Linked DNA regions of Macaca mulatta: region 2 is linked to region 1. Evidence: chromatin contacts called from public Hi-C data. All regions are on one chromosome and are shown on one strand. The core of a region is the stretch at or near the end of the contact, and the rest is flanking DNA. Distances in the headings are between cores, read along the strand shown. Region 1 holds the start of ELP5 (elongator acetyltransferase complex subunit 5). Region 2 holds the start of SENP3 (SUMO specific peptidase 3).

The links. A called contact is a pair of places that touch in the nucleus more often than the background predicts.
Region 2: a Hi-C map of fetal cortex germinal zone shows a contact between it and region 1, with 3 times the contacts expected there. The contact joins the promoter of SENP3 here to the promoter of ELP5 in region 1. A contact is called at or near these places in 2 of 14 Hi-C or Micro-C datasets (blood and fetal cortex germinal zone).

The regions. Positions count from the first base shown.
Region 1 is chr16:8,735,197-8,742,257 of T2T-MMU8v2.0, reverse strand. It overlaps ELP5 (elongator acetyltransferase complex subunit 5), which reads right to left and starts at 3,416. Exons shown (of 8, transcript XM_077970162.1): 1 at 3,331-3,416; 2 at 3,114-3,174; 3 at 2,946-3,026; 4 at 1,117-1,337. The coding sequence starts at 3,376. CTDNEP1 (CTD nuclear envelope phosphatase 1) reads left to right here and starts at 3,950. Exons shown (of 7, transcript XM_015118443.3): 1 at 3,950-4,735. The coding sequence starts at 4,634.
Region 2 is chr16:9,045,769-9,052,711 of T2T-MMU8v2.0, reverse strand. SENP3 (SUMO specific peptidase 3) reads right to left here and starts at 2,981. Exons shown (of 11, transcript XM_015118514.3): 1 at 2,625-2,981; 2 at 1,101-1,826; 3 at 27-266. The coding sequence starts at 1,815. TNFSF13 (TNF superfamily member 13) reads right to left here and starts at 6,629. Exons shown (of 6, transcript NM_001205136.3): 1 at 5,624-6,629; 2 at 5,211-5,289; 3 at 5,021-5,068; 4 at 4,745-4,863; 5 at 4,425-4,563; 6 at 3,292-4,177. The coding sequence starts at 5,881. The coding sequence ends at 4,068. It overlaps LOC144335314 (a long non-coding RNA gene), which reads left to right and starts at 5,820. Exons shown (of 2, transcript XR_013406088.1): 1 at 5,820-5,922; 2 at 6,876-6,943.

The DNA.
Region 1 (7,061 bases), core at 2,167-4,666:
ACCCAGCTAATTTTTTGTATTTTTAGTAGAGACAGGGTTTTACCATGTTGGCCAGGCTGGTCTCCAACTCCTGACCTCAGCTGATCCACCTACCTTGGCCTCCCAAAGTGCTGGGATTACAGGTGTGAGCCACCGTGCCCAGCCAATATTTAACAATTTTTGATCTAAGAAATGGCAATATAGTGGTTTATCCTAATACTTCCCTTGTACCTTCCCCCATATACAGCGGAAAGTGAAGCAAGTGAAAGTCAAGCACCTTAATACAAAGCTGAGCGTCTGATTCCTAAGTCCATTCGAGTACCCACAGTGCACTTCAGGGCTAGTCCCAGTGCCCCTGCCCGGCCAAATCTGCCTGGCTGACCGCTTGCTCTTCAAAAGTGCCTTTATTTTTTGACACGGACTCTCGCTGTATCACCCAGGCTGGAGTGCAGTGGCGCGATCTCGGCTCACTGAAAGTTCCGCCTCCCAGGTTCATGCCATTCTCCTGCCTCAGCCTCCCAAGTAGCTGGGACTACAGTCGCCCGCCACCAGGCCCAGCTAATTTTTTTTGTATTTTTAGTAGAGATGGGGTTGCACCGTGTTAGCCAGGATGGTCTTGATCTCCTGACCTTGTGATCTGCCCACCTCGGCCTCCCAAAGTGCTGGGATTACAGGTGTGAGCCACCGCGCCCAGCCGAGAGGGCCCTTCTTTAAGGTACCCTGTGCATGTCCTATATCATCATGGCCTTTATCAGACCATCTTGTAACTGCCTGTTTACTTATCTCCATCTTTTATGGGACTTCGAGCTCCTGGAAGGCAAGGACCCAGCTACAGTCAGTCTGTATTTTGCCATTATCTAGAATTGTACCTGACATATTATATGTATTTACTATTGATTTGTTAAATAAATGAATGAGTGAAACAAATGAGTAAAAAAATAACTTGGAGGAAAAAAAGCAAATGGTAGATGGCATTAAGGGGAAGTAAAAAAAAAAAAAACCAGACAAAAAGTTCAAAAAAATGAAAAAAGGTCTGACTGGAGAACCCAGATGTTTCTTCTAGGGTAGAAAGGAAAAGGGGCGCACACCTTGGCAGAGGGAGATATATGAGGGGAAATAATGAAGGAGGGGTCTCACCAGGACAGGAGTCCTGATGGCTCACAGCATGCAGGGCCTGGCAGAGTGTGGTGCAGGGAAGGTGAAGCAGCAGCCAGCTGAGTGAATCGAGAGCAATGGTGACAGGACCAGGATCTGTCCTCTTGCATATGGCTCTCAAGGCTCCCAGCGGCCCCCCAGGAAGGGCCTCCTCAGTTTTTGACCAGTTGAGAGGGTCTCTGAAGAAGTCATGGTAAACCAGCCTGCAAAGGGAAAACATGACACAATATAATATTGCTCCTTCCCCCCAGAGGATCACAAAGTTCATCCTCTGATCTTTTTGGCTCTGTTTTCTCAATTTTCATGAATATCCTAAATATTAGTGAAAGAATATTACTGAGAGATAGCAATGATTGAGAGCACAGACTTTGGTGTCTGACAGCCTGACCTCCAAGCTTGGCTTTGCGACTTGTTGCCCAAGGTCAGCTAAATGATAAATGATCTCTAAGACTCAGTTGCTTCATTGGTGAAATGAGATGCCAACCTCTAAGCACTCAGCACAGTGCTTGACACATAGTGTATGCCTCATAAATGTTAGTTATCACCATTATCACATATTTCCTGAGTGTGGCACCTAAAGTTTATCACTCTGGATAAAAAATGAGAAAGCAGAGGACATGAGACTTGGTTCCTGCCTGTAGAACAGCTTAAAGAAAGTAAAAAATTAAGTCATGGAGTACCAACTACAGAAAAAAATAACAGCTCAGGAAAGGTAGACCAGCAAAGGTAGCAGAACTTTTTTTTTTTTTCCCCAGATATCTCTTTTTTATCTTCTGGTTCTCTTGTGGAATGCCCTCTTTTTTTTTTTTTTGAGACAGAGTTTCGCTCTTGTTGCCTGGGCTGGAATGCAATGGCACGATCTCTGCTCACCACAACCTCTGCCTCCTGGGTTCAAGCGATTCTCCTGCCTCAGCCTCCCGAGTAGCTGGAATTACAGGCATGTGCCACCATGCCCAGTTAATTTTATGTATTTTTAGTAGAGATGGGGTTTCTCCACGTTGGTCAGGCTGGTCTCGAACTCCCGACCTCAGGTGATCCACCCGCCTCAGCCTCCCAAAGTGCTGGGATTAAAGGCGTGAACCACCACACCTGGCCATGGAATGCCATCTTAACATACACCACCACCTCTATCACAACAATGGCTGATGTAAAATTAGAGGCTCAACAGATAAGATGTAAACTACTATCACCATTCACTGAGTTGCCCAGACTAGGAAGTAGAAAGCATCCTACTAATGGTTCTTAATGTCTCCTGATCAGGCATGTGGCTGGGTTTAGGGACTTCCTTATTTCAATACTTTCTTCTCCCCCACATTAGTCAATAAATCCTGGAAATGCTACCCACTAAACTCCTTTACATGTGTTCTAAACTTTCCATCTCTACTGCCCAGGTCTCTATCACTTTCTACCATTATTCCCTAAAATTCATTAGGCCAGGAACAGGTCTGTCTCATTCACTGCCAGCTCCAGTATCTTGCACAGCACCGGGTTTATAGTTGGTGCTCGGTACATATGCACCTTAATAGCGAACCTGGATTAATGGATTACTGCAATACCCTTCCCACATGTTCTCCCTATCTCCAGGCTATTTCTCTCTCAACTTCTATGAGCTTTGCTTTGGATTCCCCAAATACTCATCACTCCTCATTACTCCTCTTACTAAGTCTTGCCTCCTGAAAGACCCATATCCAATTCTTCAATGAATATTTAAGGAACTGCTACTATATACCAGGTTCTGCGCTTGTTATAAATAAATGTCCTTAGCAATAGACGTCTCCAATTTAATCAAATCTTTTCCAACTGGTACTTACCGATTGTTGATATCAGAGTCAAAACCTTCACGAAACTCTTCCTCGCTCACTTCACAGCCCAGGATATGCACTTGCTCCCCACTAAGGCAGAGATGAGGCGGGACTGTCAAAGAGTGGGCACAGGTTCCCTATCCAGGGTAGGCTGAGGAGACACCGTGGGATACTCACCACAGTGCAGATTTCTTGACAAGCGCCTTCAAGAGACTGCGCCCCTCCCACTCCACGGAATCTGCACAGCGAGGGACGGATCGAGTGTGAGGGCGCTAGGATTACCACCCTCGCGAACCCGTCGCGATCTCCACACCTAGCCTGTGACCCATGGCCCTTCCTCTCCACTTCCGTCCCCTCAGCCAGACCCGAACCCCACTGTGCCGCTGGCTCTCACCCCGAAGCAGCACCAGGCCGCCCAAGGATAACAGCGAGTCCAACATCCCCAACTCGCGTCCGGTCCCTGCTCTGGCGCCCTCTGATAGCGTCACGACCCACTGTCCCGCCCCCTCGGGGTGAAACGGGCGGGGCACTCGAGCGTCCTCCCACCATTAAGACCTAACATAGTCTGGAATGAGAGGTGATTATGTTCACTATTCCCAGGGGGGCGCTCACGAGGAGGGCGCCCCTCCCCGAGCCCTGGCGCACAGTCGTACGGACAACGACCCCTTCTACATCTTCACTGTGACCGGGACGGGAAGAGCAGTTGGGGCAGTTGTCAGTGGGAGGGGGAAGAGGACCCATAAACCCCCCGCGAGGGTCCTAACTGCGGGGACAAGTGACGGCCTCCGCCCCGCCCACGCAGTTTGAGGCGGGGCCTGCTTCGCCTCAGGCCCCGCCCCGCGGCCACCTTCTGCGCGTGCGCAATACTGCAGCCTCGTTCGGAGTGCTTCTGACTTTCCTTATACCTACCCCCATAGACCGCGCAGGGGGAACTTAGTCCCGGTGAAGCGAATACACGTCACCACCGGAAGCAGTGTCAAAGGGGAAGAGAGGGGGAAAGACAGGAGGAGGGAGTCCTTTGGGCGGTAAAATGGCGTCTGTCAGAGTGGGAAACCCAGCTGCAGAGGCTGCAGCCCCGCTCCCCAGCGGCTAAAGGACCCCCGAGCTTGGGGAGGGGGAGGCCGCTCCGGCCCAGTGCTCCGCGCCCTTCGGCTCCCCCTCCCCCTCCTTCCCTGCTCCTTCGCTCTGCAGGGCCGTTCTCCGCTGCCGCGGCCCTTTGCGCGCCACTGCCCCCGCCCTCCCCGTTCCTGCGGGCAGCCCCCTAGCGCGCCTGCGCAGCGGGCCACTCTCCGCTTTCCCCCTTCCCCTCCCCCTCCCTTTTCCCTTCCTCCCTTTTCCCTAGCCCCCTCCCCCACTGCCCCCTCCCCCAATTATCCTTCCCCTTCCCTCCTGGTCTCGGAGGACCCCATCCTAGCCCGACCTGTCTCGGCCCGCAACCTCCCCGAAGCCGTCGGTGCCACTCCCAGCCCATGTGGGCCCCCGCGGGCTGCCCACGCCTGTCCCCCAGCTCCCCGTTCCGCTGGGCTTTCCCCTCGCCAGGGGTGGCTTTCTGAGCCGCCCGCTCCGTGCCCCTCTCTGCAGCCTCTCCTGCCACTCGGGGCCCCCGTTCCCCCTCCCGGCGGCGGGGGGCTGCCCCCGGGGGGCTGGCGGAGCTGGGCCGCGGGGGCCCCGGGGCCGGCGGTGCCGGGGTCATCGGGATGATGCGGACGCAGTGTCTGCTGGGGCTGCGCACGTTCGTGGCCTTCGCCGCCAAGCTCTGGAGCTTCTTCATTTACCTTTTGCGGAGGCAGATCCGCACGGTGAGCCAGGGTGGGCGCTGGCGGTGTTGGGGACGTCTGTCCGTGGTGGTCAGGGGTTTTCGGAGTGTCGGGCCTCTGTTTGGGCCTAGGAAGGGAGTCCTGACTGGGGCTTTTCTCGCCAGAGAATTGGGCACCCTATGCGGGGCTTGGGCTGGGGAGGACGGAGACCCTTGTAATAGAACCTAGCCCTTGGGGGTTTTGATGGGGCTAGATGGGTCAGGATTTGGTAACTCTTGGGGGCTAAGGTGGTGGGTGGGGCTCTCTTTTAAGAAAGCTGGAGTTGTTGCTAAAGAAACCGAGAGGCGGGGAACACCTGTTTGATGACAGCCAGATCTGTTGATGTGGGCTTGTGAAAGACCCTATTTGGAACCTCGGTGTTTGGTCCCATAACAAGGGACAGACAGACTTGTGTGTCAAGGGTGGAGGTGGGTGGGAGGGCTTGTTACAAACAAGGACTGGAACTTGGCCCTGGGTGTGAAGGAGAAACCCCTGAGGTTCCCATTAAGGGAACTCTTCCAAAAAGACTGAAAATGTATTTCATAGTGTGAGTGTAGGTATCTGGATTTCTAGAGGACTAAAGCAGATACTTTTATGATGGTCCTCTTTAATTGTGGGAGGAAGTTCAAGGTGGGTGCTGTGCCCACCATTAAAGTTTGGGTGTCCCTGTCAGAGGACAGCGCTGGTCAGTTGTAAGGCTTGAATCTGAGGACATGTTTGCTTGTCCAGGAGAGCCTAGCATTCTGAGGGATACTGTCTGGATGGACCCAAGCATCTCTGGGTCCCCTCCTCCTTAGCTTTTCTCCAAGGTCAGAGCTCCTTCAGCTAACAGCACTTTTAAATGAATGTGCTCTTGTGGTCTCACCACCACCAGGGAGAATCCTCGGAAGGAGTCTGGGGAGAATTTAGTAAGCAGAGACAAAGGTTCTGGGTCTGTACTCTGGTCTGTATCCCTTAGCATACCTCAATACAGTTTGAAAGAATAAACCCAGGTTGGGGTGACCTGGGGTCCAGGGAATTTCCAGAAAGCCCTCAGTGGTAGTGGTGGTTGACTTAACTGATTTGGGAGAATGGGTCTGATCTTGGATTCATTCTCTACTTTACCAGTCTGCTTCCACTTCCTGATTCAGGGCGCGAACAGTACAGGATGGTTGTGGCTCTAGGTTGTGGCCCAGAGACGAGCTAGGAGCCAAGAAAAATTTAGAGTCAGAGATGCTGGGATATATGTGGGGCTCTCTCCTGAGATTTTCTTTTCTTTTCTGAGACAGTCTTGCTCTGTCGCCCAGGCTGGAGTGCAGTGGCGCGATCTCGGCTCACTGCAACCTCCACCTCCTGGGTTCAAGCGATTCTCCTGCTTCAGCCTCTTGAATAGCTGGAATTACAGGCACCCACCACCACACCTGGCTAATTCTTGTAATTTTAGTAGAGATGGGTTTTCACCATGTTGGCCAGGCTGGTCTCAAACTCCTGACCTCAAGTGATCTGCCCGCCTTAGCTTCCCAAAGTGCTGGGATTGAGCCACTGCGCCTGGCCTCTTGGGGTTTTCTTTATGGGTTGACTGCCATCTTCTCTGACGTTCTCGCTCTAACACATCAGTTTTCTGGGTATGGGGAGTGGTGCTTCAGCTCATCCACAGGTTACTTCCAAAATTGCTCTCCTTTGGGCAGCACTGACCCCACAGTCTTTTGTCCTCCCTTCCCTTCCAATCTGGTTTCTTTCCCCACCCCCTTTCTGGCAGATGCTTGGAGCATTCCCTACATGCCCAGCATATGCAACCCGAGATAGCAAGGCTGGACACCGGAGCTGTTTCGGACCTCATCATGGCCCAGGGAGAAAAGAAGGGCAGATCTTGACTAGCAGGACAGAGCCCTTTGGGTTTACAAGGGAGATCCTGGTTCTGGTGTGGCTTGGGGCCTAGGTATGCACTGAAGAGGCTTTGTGCCTTTGAAGAAAAGTGTGGAGGAGGGAATTGCCAGGCTTTGCATAGGGAGATGTGCGTATTAGGAAATAGGAACCTCTAGAGAACGCTTGGAGAAGCAGAGCTGGAAGGATGAGGTGGTGACGTCCTTGTCCCTTATTCACCTCTCACTTACGGCCCTGACTTCACTCTGGCCTTCTCCAAACCCTGCCAGTCAGCCTGGCAGGGGCTTTCCAGTGTTCTTTGCCTCGCCCTGGGTACCAGGATAAGGGGACTGTTCAGAGGGCTGAGGTTCTCTGAACTTGTGACTTGGCTACAAGAGACAGAAGTGGACAGGTGGCTGGTTAAAATAGGCCTGGTGGCTTCTAGCCAGAGGAACTTAGCTGACCTGACAACCTCTGGATTCCCTTA
Region 2 (6,943 bases), core at 1,732-4,231, 310 kb before region 1:
AGGCTAGTTGCCCAAGGGCTCCTTACTCTGTACGCAGGTCACATGCTCCTCTCGCAGGGGGCTGTGCTGGCCGGCTTTCTCCCCAGGCCTCTCTGCCTCTTCTGCCATGCCCAAATCTGAGCCCTGAAAAAGCTCCTGGGCCACATGGTCCCCGATGCTGCACACATTGCTGATGAGGATGCTGGCATCAGGGGGTGCCAAGCTGCGCTCCCCTTCTGGCCCAGATGGTCCCCCAAAACCGTTGGGCAGAGTACACGAAAGGAGGCCTATAAGGCAGGGGAAATGGAATGGGCATGAGAGATTGGCCTAGGGGAAAGGACAATGGAATGCACACGGTTAACTCATGCACGCAAAGAAGACCGCGAGAAGGATACACTGAAGCAGAATCCACCAATGTCAATCCCACTCCAAGAAACAGGGACCCCATAAGCATGAGATAAACATGTCCAAGAGATTCTACAGGGACGGAGAGAGTTCCTACTCATAGACAGAAGAAAGAAAAAGGATTAGCAATTAGACATGAAAACTTCAGGGATATTTGTCACCACTATATGCCAAACACCTAGCACAGTACCCAGCATATTGTAATGGCTCAATGAATAGTTGAATATGTAATAAAGACGTAGAGAGCCTGAAATTGTTTGGCTGGAGTTCTCCGAAAGGGAAATATTATTTCACAACTGTAAGATGATGTACTCCACTACCGGGAGAGATCCCATCCCACCACTGTGGGAGTGGTGCTCTCTGGAGATGTACACACAGGGGTTCTTATACTGAGAGGCCGAGGACGGATTTCGCGTGGACAGGATTTTTCTAAACCACAGCTCCCCTTTCGCATCTGCGCTCAAGACCACAGGATACCTACTTAGGGAATCTGTTTCCTAGTTCTGACTGGGAAACAGCCAGGCTCACTCCCAAGCTTACTTTCTGCTCAAAGTGGGGCTTAATGGAGATATTTTGCAGCTCTTCTGGAGCTGTCACTCTGCCATCCTACTTTCCCTAAGCCCAACTCTCACCATGGCAACAGGCTCCTGGTGCTCCAGGCTCTTATCCCTCCCTAACCCCTTTCCCCCCATCCCCACACCCCTTTCCCACCTTACCCGAGTCAGGGTCCAGAGGAGACTTTGGAGTCCACCTGAGTCCATCTTCCTCCATGGGGGGCCCAGAGGGCACTGGTGGAGACCCTCTCACCCCATCCTCAGCCATGAGAGCACCTAGCAGACCCAGCCGGGGTGGAGGTGGCCCCCGGGGAGAGTCAAAACGACAACAGGGGGATGGCACCTGTGGCGTCGCACCCCCTTCCTGGGGTGAAAGATGGTTCTTGGGGTGTGCGAGGCCCCGCCGCCGGCCCCGGTGGCGCCCCCAAAGCTTCCAGTGGAATGTCAGCGAGGTGCTTTTTGAGTAGAGCAGCATCCGGAAGGCTCTCATGGCTCGACGGCGGCGCTGTGAGCAGGTTTTTCGATGAGTGGGGCGGGAAGGGCGGGGCCGCTGGGAGGTTCCCAGCTGACTCCATCTGGGGGGCAGCCTCCAAGCTGCCACTTCCTCCTCTTCATCTTCATCCTCCTCCTCCTCCTCTTCCTCCTCTTCTTCACTTGCTGAGGCATCAAAAGAGGGTCGGGGGACAGGGAGGCGTCTGGCTGGCACTGTGGTCCCTGACCCAGGATCTGGCCCAAACCCTCCACCTGACTTGAGTCGGGGTTTGGGAGGTGGGGGCCAACGAAGACGCTCCCGCCTGGGACTTGAGTAAGCTGGGGGTATGCCGGGTCCAGGAGGCTCAGGCCCCCAGGACCCGGTCCCTTGTATAGTCTCTTTCATCTTCCAGTACCCTGAAAAACAAAGATCAAGAATATCAAAATCTAAGCATCACGCCAGCGCAGATCCTGCCTCTCTTCCTGGCCATGCCTCCTCTGGATTCAGATGCAAATAAAGAAAAGCAGAAAAACGCAAAACTCCAAACTTAAGATCTTCCCAGTTAACGCAATCCACAAGGGGCCCTTTAGGGTCTGTGCCATCATCTCTCCCCAGTTCAGAGACAAGGGAAAATGGCTAAGCACCAGGCCTCAGAAATCTTATTTCTAAGATCCCCAGGCCAAACCCAATAGCAATACCTGGTTCTACGTCTTTATTTTAATACCACCTGGGCTGTCCTTTGAGGGCCCAATAAGGGCAATTTCTTTCCTCAGGGACATGATAACCGTGGTACCTGAGGAGAATGCAACTTGCACGTGGAAACTGTGGGCTGGAGTGGGAGTTCTCTAACACCCTGGATGAACGGGGGGCGTGGGAAGGCTGCGGTCATCTCAGGTGCGGATGCCAAGGCTATGGTTCAGGGGCAGAGGCTGATGAACGGGGAAGCACTCTGAAGGAAACTTAAAGGGAACTGAATCAAGGCGCTGGGACAGAACGGGGCGCACGAGCCAGGCCGGGCCAGCCCCCTCCTACTTCATCCTCGGGGACCAGAATGCAACCCGGCACCAGTCCGGTGCCACGGGCTTGGACGGCTGGGCGCACACGGGCCTTAAGCAGCCCTTTTGCGGGCCTCTGGGCCCCGGTTGGGTGGAAGCGAGGCCCAGGAATGGGAGAGGCCAAGGCAGGGCTGGGGGGAGGGGAGGGGGCGTCCTCACCGCGAGCGGGGAAGCCGGGCAGACGGGCCCGAGGGCGGGCGTCTCCGGCCTCAAGCTTCCCGGCTCATCTCTCCGGCGACGGCGGCGGCCCCGCCACTCCTGCTGTCTTCAGGCGCAGCCGTCTCAATTCAGGATTCCAACGCTTCTGGGCCGCGTGCCGCGCCGCCGAACACCCCGCCGCGCCGCCTCTGGCTCTGCTTCAGCTTCCACCTCCACCTCCGCCACCGCCACCGCCACCACCAGCACCACCGCCACCACCAGCGCCACCGCCGCCGCCACTCCTCCCCCCCTCCTCCTCCTTCCCCTCCCGCGAGCCCCGGGCCCACCGGCAGTGGCGGCGCACGATTAGTACGTCACACCCGGCGAAGAGCGCCGGCGCGGCCACCAAGCGCCCAGTCCCGCCTACCCGAGGACGCCGGCGCCACGGGACCGGCCCGCCCACAGCGGTACACAGGACTGCGCCTGCGCACATCTGCCTCCCGGCCGCGCGTGGCGTCCCAGCCACTTTCCCTTTTGCGCCGCGCTCTGTCTTCTCCGCTCTCGCCGGCCTGACCCTAGCGGCGCCCCTAGTACCTTGGTCCGGCGCGGGGCGCGCCACAGGAGAGCCAGGAGGGCGGGAGATCCCCGTACGAGGACCGGGCTGAGGCGAGGCAGTGGGGGAAATGGAGCCGGGGTATCATTCATTCTCTTTTATTTAACTTTAAGCAGGGCTTGATCAGAAAGAAGAGCTCAGAGGAGTGAGGCAACACCAACACCAGGGCGTACGATACATCCGAGGCTCCCCCGACAGCAGTTCCAGCCCGGAAGGGCTTGGAATGGCCTGCCACGCCGGGGCAATGGAGCGCATGAAAGCCAAACCTTGGGACCCGAAGAGTAATTTGACTGCGAAGGCACCGTCCTCGTCGGGCACCCCCTGTAGACGGGCGCATAATAGATACATCTTTGGAGATAGTGATGGAAACTGGGGTCCGATATTTGGAGAGAATGACGTAGGATAGGGCTTCTTGTGGGGGTGAAGAGGCAGAGGGCACCTGGAGAGGGGTGTGGCATGGAGAACCAGGGGTTTTCCCTAGCAGAGGGCGGCTTCGTGGACTTCGGCCAACCGGCAGGTGCTTCCCTCGAGCGGCCGCTAGATGGTGGTGCTGTTCCGGATGCTTCCAGTGGTCCCCGACCAGGTCTGGACAATGCCTGGCGCCCGTCCCCCGCCCCTCATCTACACACAGGCAAGAATTCGGAGCTCCATGGGGGACAGAAGCAAGATATCCGTAAAATCAAAGTCTAGGGGGTGGGAATGAAAAGGGAAAAGTGAGGAACCGGGAGCCAAACCCAGGAAGACGCGTCTGTTCCTGCACATTCCCTCTCCTTTATATACTCAGCTCTTGGCTGTCTCCAGTATGTACCCACCCTGGTCTTCCAAGCTGGGAGCCACTTTTTATAACACAATCACAGTTTCACAAACCCCAGGAAGGTTCCATGTGGAGAGAGGTTAAGTTTCGCCCTTGCCCGGGGAATTATGACACTTAGAATATCCCCTTGGTGTAAATGGAAGACACCTGAGAAAAGAGAGAAAGTAGATTCGCAGTGAAGCACAGCCATCCAGATGCCCTGCTTCCCCCTGCCTTTCCAGCTCCACCGTTCCTCTACCTCCTGTAAGGACCCAGGCATTCTGCACTCACTTCACTCCTCAGAATGAAGAGGTCCGCCTCTGTTTAGGTTTCCAGCCTCCCTCCAATTGGTAGCTCCCTGCACTGCACCCCCTGTCAGAGATGTCCTGCTTTCGGCTGCCCACACGGCTCTCACCTGCGCTATAGCAGCTGTTGTAGGCCCGGTCCGGGTGGGAGGGCATACTTCTTATACATCGAAATAGAGTCTCTTGCTTTCCTTGGCCTTCTCGAGACACCACCTGACCCATGGTGAAAGTCACGTCTTGAAACAGGACCTGGCAGGAAAGGGAGATGTTGAAGAAAACAGGATGGCCTGGCTCAGTTCTGGGAGGCCTCAGGAGCGATAACGAGGGAAGAATGAAGGGTCTGCTAGGTTTGGTATGAATAGAGGGGTCAGGAACCCTCAGTATCGGGCCAAAGAGGCCCCTTGTGAAGCTCAGAGTGTGGCGGGGTTACCTGGCTATACAGCAGATAAACTCCAGCATCCCGGATTCGGACACCATATCCTTGGGCCTGTAGGCCTCTCCCACGCCTAAGAGCTGGTTGCCACATCACCTCGGTCACATCGGAGTCATCTGGAGGTGAGAAGTGTGTCGGTCAGGATTTCTTGGCACTCTCAGATCCTTTTTGGTTCTTCCCCTTTCACCTATAAGAACCCCTTGAGCCCAAGTGCCAGCCCGAGAGTTGCTGGTTATTGCCCCTCCCCAAAGCCATATTTAAAATAGTGCTAACCCTTGGAGGTGGCGTTAATGGGAACCAGGTGCAGGACGGAGTGCTGCTCTGAGGAGAGAAGGAGGGAATCTCAGCCGTGTCCACTTTTCCCCGTTGTGCTGTTGGCAGCCTCCACCCTCACCCTGACTCGGGCTTACAATCCCCATGCTGCTGCACACCTCCCACCCCTGCTGCACCCTGGAAGCCTCACTCTTCTGTTTTTGGGTGAGCACTGCTCTCCTTTTCCGGGATCTCTCCCCATTCTCCCAGGCTTCCGGGGCATCGGAGCTCTGCTCATGGAAAGAGGATCAGGGTTAGATTGAGATGCAAGAGTCCCAGCCAGCCTTCCTTCCCAGCCCTCCCCTGCCCCCGAAATGCCTCAAATCTCTCATGCACCTTTTCCCAGCAACCGGAGTGTTGGTGCTGGCTGCCCTCCAGGATTTGTTAGGTATGAGAAGCATTAACCTTTAACAGTTTCCTTTCCTGGAATGGCCGCACCCCTGACTTCCAAACCGGAGACCCTCTCTTGCACCCCCTTGAAACTTTGCAGACCAGGAGGCCCAGAGACCTCCCCTCCCATGCTAACCATCCTTCTCTCCCAGACACCCTCCTCCCCTCACTCACCTGCTCCGGGAGACTCTGCCAGGGATACCCTTCTGCCTTCTGGGAGGGCCCTCCTGTCCTCTGCAGCCGGCTCACCTCTCTCCTGAGGCTCTGCAGCTCTGTCTGTTGGGTCAGCAGAGCCATGGCACAAGCCACAGCCCCCAGAGCTGCACCCCAACTCAACCAGAGGGCAACTGAGAGTGCCGGCTCTCTGACCGGAACCCCCATGTTGCCTGGAGGCCCTTTGGGGGCTAGCGAGAAAAGAGATGAGGCTGGCATGAGCTGGGGACCCTGCCAACAGCTGTGGCTTCAAGAGTGGGGTAACAAGGAGGTGGCGGGGCGGGTAGGGGTACGGGCAGTGGTGCAGAAGGGAAGAAGGTTGTTACGCAAGGAGAAATAAAAAGGAACTTGAGAATAAAAAGGAGGGAGGAGGAAAGCAAGCTAAGGGTACTGTTAGTGCTCCTGGCACTCCGTCGTGGGGCCAGTGTTGCCTTGAGACCCTCCACCCTCCCTCAGCCTCAGGAGAATTAGGTTCCAGTCCCTCTAGGAAGGACGGGGCTGCCAGTGACACCCAGGAGGAACAGCCAGTGCGCAGGAACCCTAGGGCGGCCCCAGGGTTGGGGGAGGGAAGGTTGGCTGGCGAGAGGGCATGGTGCCAGGAGCAGGATGGGGGGCCAAGCTGGGCAGTGTCCAGGGTCAGGGCGAGGGTGAAAGACCCTCTGGCTCAGGCACAGCAGAGATCACTGGGGCAGTTTACTAGGGGTGACTGAAGGTGGGAAAGGAGGGGTGGGCTCGGTGGGGAGGAGAACCAGGGGCACGGAAGCAAGAAACTGGCTGAGTTCTGGGGTTAAGGCTGGGCCGGGTGTGTTGGAATAAGGCCTGCACTACTCCCTGTGCTGAACTTGGCAAGCAGGACTTCCTGTTTCCCGAGAAAAGCTCTTACATAAGGCTCTGGACGAAGAGACAAAGCAGCAGCCCCAAGCCCCCCGGCCACTGCAGGATTCCTCCCCGGCACACAGGGTTCCGGGTTCCCGTGTGCTTGCTGACTCTGAGCCCCTCCTCCAGGCTGGCTCCTGCCCACCCCACCTCCCAGCAAGGGCCTGTGCCAGCACCTGCTGAATGTCCCGAGGCCACCAAGAGGAAGGGCCCCTGCTCCTCCCAGCCAGGGAGGGATTCCCCCGGAGGAGGAAGTCCGCCTCCTTGGGAAAGGAGGCCGCTTCTGCTGTACCTTGGGCGGACCATTGATTTTTTCCTGGGCGGTGTGCCTTTCTAGCTCTGCTCCCACCTGGGGGTTGGAAGCATGGAGGTCCCCGCTCCCAAGCCTGAACATCATCCTGGAAT